2 separate regions of the Mus musculus genome follow, and region 2 is linked to region 1. A link is a contact called in public HiChIP or PLAC-seq data. All regions are on one chromosome and are shown on one strand. Each heading gives the region's core, a stretch centred on a gene start, on an enhancer-like site or on the middle of the called end of the contact. The rest is flanking DNA. Distances are from core to core; before and after follow the strand shown. Region 1 overlaps Shroom3 (shroom family member 3). Region 2 has its middle 28 kb from the start of Gm36764.

Evidence for each region. HiChIP or PLAC-seq counts read pairs in DNA pulled down with a chosen protein or histone mark.
Region 2: a FOXA1 HiChIP or PLAC-seq map of pancreatic cancer cells shows a contact between it and region 1. The contact joins two enhancer-like sites. A contact is called at or near these places in 1 of 39 promoter capture datasets (embryonic stem cells), 2 of 484 Hi-C or Micro-C datasets (both in embryonic stem cells), 1 of 115 datasets of contacts at active chromatin or transcription factors (pancreatic cancer cells) and 1 of 9 other capture datasets (adipose tissue).

Annotation. Positions count from the first base shown.
Region 1 is chr5:92,811,737-92,814,436 of GRCm38.p6, forward strand. The region is part of intron 2 of Shroom3 (shroom family member 3); the gene reads left to right. Among named protein-coding and RNA genes, the nearest start is that of Mir1961, 25 kb to the left of the region's middle. Within about 2 kb of position 1,350, at least 87 of the 459 cell types and tissues checked have an H3K27ac peak or open chromatin away from gene starts, as enhancers often do. A contact at or near this core is called in pancreatic cancer cells, where this site is marked.
Region 2 is chr5:92,979,222-92,981,921 of GRCm38.p6, forward strand. No RefSeq gene overlaps it. Among named protein-coding and RNA genes, the nearest start is that of Gm36764, 28 kb to the right of the region's middle. Within about 2 kb of position 1,385, at least 10 of the 459 cell types and tissues checked have an H3K27ac peak or open chromatin away from gene starts, as enhancers often do. A contact at or near this core is called in pancreatic cancer cells, where this site is marked.

The DNA.
Region 1 (2,700 bases), core at 100-2,599:
ATTGTCATCTCAGATGGGAGATTTTGGAAGGCAAAAGACCTAAGTAAGATGGACAGACTGGATTCTGGGGTGAAAGCCAAAGCCAAGGCGGCTGTGCATCTATGGCAAATCCACTAACCCCACAGACAGGAGAGCTCCCCCTCCCTCCCTTCCCCAGCCAGATGCACAGAAGGAAACTGGGACTTGGCTCTGCGGTCCCTGCATGGTCAGGTGAGCCCTGGCGACAGGCTCCAAGGACAACTTTGCTTTTGCACTGCAGGCCAAGAAAACTCTGGGATGGAATGTAAATGAACTCCACCCGAGAAGCTATGGCTTGCTTTGTTTTTTATTTTTTACTGGGTCCCAAAACTTCAGCATGAGCGTGAGCAGTACAGCTCGCCACCTGGGACTGTGAAGCCTTCGGGTCAGCACTGGGAGACAGCCACACAGGTGGTGGGCTCAGGAGCTGGACGCCAAGGGGAGGCGAGCAGCCAGCTTCTGCCCTTATCTTTTGCTTCTTGGTAGCTGAGGGTTTAGTGACCTTACTTTTAGGCCACAATTTCTCAGTTGCTCATTAATCACGCCTCACTGACTTCTTCATCTGATAGCAGGTAGGTCAGGATCATTATCCAACTTTGGAAGACAGAGAAAGGGACAAAGCAGAGTGATTTGTTCAGTTATGATAACAAGGTGGAATAAAACAAACCAGCCACTTCTCTTCCTCATGTAGCCCAAGTTGCCTCCAAACTTATTAAGTGGCTGAAGATGACATTGAACTTGCCTCTGAAAGTAGAGATAACAGGCCTGGGTCCTGGCGCGCTCTCTCTCTCTCTCTCTCTCTCTCTTTCTCTCTCTCTCCCTCCCTCCCTCCTTCCTCCCTTTCCTCTCTCTCTCAACCTCTCTCTCCTTCCTTTCTTCCTTTCCTTTCTCTCTCTTTCTCACTCTCTCTCCTTCCTTTCCTTTCATTTCTCTCTCCTTCCTTCCTTCCTTCCCTCTCTCTCTTTTCTTTTCTTTCTTAAAAACAAAATTAGAAATTCTTCAACTTTTCTCTCCCCTAGCCCTTCTGTCCTGGCACTAAATCTGCTTCCATAAGAAGAGTACCGGTGTCCTGGTGTGAGGCAAAGCTTAAAGACAAATGATCGGTTACACTGGGGTGTGTCCTTGGGTGTATACACAGGTGTGCCCACCTGGAGCCACATCTAAGTGAGGTGACACCCTTCCCCCCAGCCCCCCCCCCCCAAAACATATGATCCTGTCATTTATAACAAATTTCCACCCGGGTCCCTTGACCAGAGAGGCCAACAGAGGAGCTGCGGGAGAGCCAGTCTGAAGGAGGCCTGGGGTGCTGTCTCTGAAGGTATGCCAGGAATGTTAATGGTATGCCTGAGTGGCGGGCTTCAGAGATCCGGCTTGGCCTGAGAACTGTTCTTGCGGCCATCTGTTGTGGCCTAGAAGTCTCATAGCAACGGTGGTGTCTCAAGAATGGAGCCCCCCCTCTTTGTAAATTAAAATTAACTAACACAAAACCCAAAATTGCTCCACTGCCCAAGAAGAATCAGGACAGGATTCAGATTCTTTCTGCAGAATGATGAGCGTTTCAGGAAGAAAAGCCCCCGCATCCTTAAATTCTGTTCTTTAAATGAGCAATTTGTACTTGCTTTTGAGGTCTTCATTTTTCCTCCCCAGGGGCAGAATGCTTTGCTTTTTTTTTTTTTAAGAAGGAAGTTTAAAACTAGTTGCTCGAAGCTGTGAGCAAAATAATTGGCAAAACTAAAAATATTGTTTGATTAAAAAAAAATGGTCAGAGTGTTGTGATTTCCTGGCATTTGTTGTTCTTCATAACCCAGTCAGCAGCTGAATGCCTCCCCACCCGCTTTGTAACAATATGAGCTTCTTAGCCTGGCCCTTTAATAGATGAAATGAACTTCAACAGATTAATTGTATTGTGACAGTATATGTGCCCAAGGAGGGAATTTCTTGAATCCGGGCAACTGTGGACCTCAGAAGGGAAAGAAGTAGTGGTTGCAGTTTAACATGTGCGCTGTCTCTGCTTTTGTCTCACTAGGGAAACCACTTTCAGGCCAATGTGTCAGATATCTGTAACTGGAGTTACAGACAGTTGTGAGCTGCCGTGTGGGTGCTGGGAATTGAACCCAGGTCCTCTGGAAGAGAGCAGCTAGTGCTCTTAACCACTGAGCCATCTCTCCAGCTCTCTGAGTATACACGTTTTTGAACACAGGGACATGTGCATCACTAAGTTGACTCCTGAAGTATGTTTATTCAGGTTCAGTGTCCACCCCTGATGGTTTAGGGCAGTCCCACTAAATCCCACGAAAAGGCACTGGCTGAGTTTTGTTTTCTGGAATGTAGGTTTCTAACGAAGGCAGGTTCTCTGTGAAAGGCATGTTCCCTTGCCTACTCTGGCCCTTCTCTCTTGTGTAAAATTTAAGCAGCGAATATTTATGGAGCGACGCGACTGCCACGTGTCCCGTTGTCTTTCTGTCTACTGGATTTAGAGTTGTGAGCACAAGTGACCATTCTGGTCAAGGATCACAGATAATGAACAACAACAACAACAACAACCATTCAGTTGTGCTGATGGGTTTGAAAGTAGTCATTTCTGCAGGGAAACAGAAGCAAAAATAGAACATATATATTCTATTCTCAAGCAAATGCTTGAGAACTTGGCTTATAAGATTTTTTTTTTAAGATTTATTTATT
Region 2 (2,700 bases), core at 135-2,634, 170 kb after region 1:
CTATGATCTTAATCTTTCTCCTTCACTGATTTACAGAAAAATTAGACAAAATCCATAATAGCCAAAATCTCAGGATGGACGCACAAGGCTTGAATAAGACCGACTGCCTCAGCCTAACTGATGCATATCACTATGCTGAGTGAGTGGATGAGACAACTCTCCTGGTGGCATGGGACTGTAACCCCAGCACATAGGAGTCTAAGGCTGGAGGACTGCCAGTTCAAGGCCAGCTGAGAACTTCGTACGACTCTATCTCATAAAACCTGAACAGAGTTGGTAAGACTGCTCCATGAGTAAACTGAACTGGCAAGCCTGACCCCCTGGATTCAATCCTTTGGCTACAGAAGGTAGGAGGAGAGAACCAACTTCTACAAGGTGTCCTCTGACCTCTATTCACATGCCATCACACACACGTGCCATCACACACACACATGTCATTGCATACACATGTCATTGCACACACATGCCATTGCATATGCCCACACACATGCTATTGCATATGCCCACACATATGCCACTGCACATGTTCACACACATGGCATTGCATATGCCCACACACATGCTATTGCATATGCCCACACATATGCCACTGCACATGCCCACACACATGCCATTGCATATGCCCACACATATGCCATTGCACATGCCCACACACATGCCATTACACACACACATGCCTGTATATTCTCTCAACAAACAAACAAAATGTATACATACACACACACACCCCTGAATGTGTGAATTAATTCAATGAACGTGTAGATAAAGCACTTCCCTAACAAGCATCTCTCAGGGCACAAAACATAGTTTACCACTGATTTAAAGATCAACAAATAAGTTTTGGCCTCTCTTCGGTCTCACTGCAGAAGGAAGATGTGGAGGGACTATCACTGTTTGGAATGCATTGTGTTAAGATGCACTCATCATGCCACCTTCAGAAGTCTGCCCTTGGCTTTCCTGCCAATCACAAGAGAAAGGACATGAGTGAGATCTGTCAAGGCAACGTGCTACCAGGATGGATGGAAGACCACATGCCTCCTGTGAAGAGAACAGTGCGCCGACTCAAGAGAGCAGCTTTGCTGCCTCCAACCCATGCTGAGAGCACCAAACAAACTCACACAGTAAATATTCTGCTTCCCCAAAAAGTCACTTATAAATTTCTGAAACATGCAAAAAACTCAGAAATAGGCTGGCACTTAAATTCTCACTTGCTTTTCCAAAGGGCATCAAAAGCAATTAAACGGAAAGAAAGGTTTGATCTATGAATAAAGCTGCAGAAACAATGTCCATATGGAGAAAAAGTAAATCTGGTCCTTAATGCCACTCACCAAAGTAAGTCTGAATGAATCATCAGTACAAACATAAACGCTGGAGTCATTTGGTGCTTTAGTGGGAAACATGAAGATGGGAACATGCTTGTGACTCAGGAAGAGAAGGGCTTTATACTGGTTACAGAAAACGATTATTACGTTTCACCAAAATTTAAAACTTTTGTTCATCACCAGCTATCACTAAAATAGCAAGAGCCCTAATCGGAGAAAATATTCACAAGTTGCATATAACGCCAAAAAGAATACCTCTAACAAAGGAGTGGTTCCAATTGGCCTTTGAGTAAATACTTCATAAAGGCAGGAACAAATATGGAGTCATCAAAACCAAACAAATGCTCACTGTGGTTAATTATCAAAGAAATGGAAATTTAAAGTACAATTGAGTTGTTACTACAACCCCTCAAAAATGGCTAAAATTATATACACTGGCTCCCATGGTCAAGGCTGACTCATGGAACCCTGACTGGGACAGGGAGGGAAGGACAGACACTTATAGTAAAGGGATTCATTTGAGTGGGAGTTTTGCCACCTGCCACAATCTGAAATAGCATGAGTTGATTGTGTAAGGCAGATGGAGGGCAGCCAGTCTCGGTAGAAGGGCTCTGTAGGTGAACAGTCTCAGGCTGTATGCAGCTGGGAGTGGAAAGCTGTAGTTGCTAGTCTGTACTTACACTGATTAATTCATCATGAACACACAGACTCCCACGAAAAGGTCTTTCTCTTGACCCTGGACCATATGGGCAATGGCTTTGCTAATTTCCCATGGTTCCAAAGCTTTGGAGTCCTTGACATGGCTTCATCCCTGTTGACATTGACATAGAACTTCAGTCAGTCAGGGATTCCTGCACTGCCTACAACAGGCATGAACTAACCAGGACTCAATGGTGAGTTCACGGGTGCACAAAGGATTTACAAACTGCACATTCCATATTCATATTTCACATTCACATTCCACCTCTATACCTCCAAGGTACTTACCCACAAGAAATAAAAGCACATATGCACAAAAAGACTTGTCTAAGACCATGTAGAGAGTCTATACTGTGACACTCAGTATCTACCACTCATTTGGTAGAGTCCCTGGGAAATCACTGCTGTGTTCCTCTGGGTATATCTGGGAAGACATTTCCATACTCAGGTAAACCTTGAGAGCTCTGAACTAACAAACACATCACTCCTTAATGGACTCTAAAAATAACAGCATTATTGATGGACTCTAAAGATAATGGCGTTATTTAGAAGTATGAAAAGGTAGGGGATGGGACCCAATTGAAGGATACAGGTCAGTACCTCCCTGGCATCTTCCTTCATCTTGTTTTTCTCTGCTTTCTGTCCACCATGAAGAACCCCTCCACCATGGTGTCCTGCT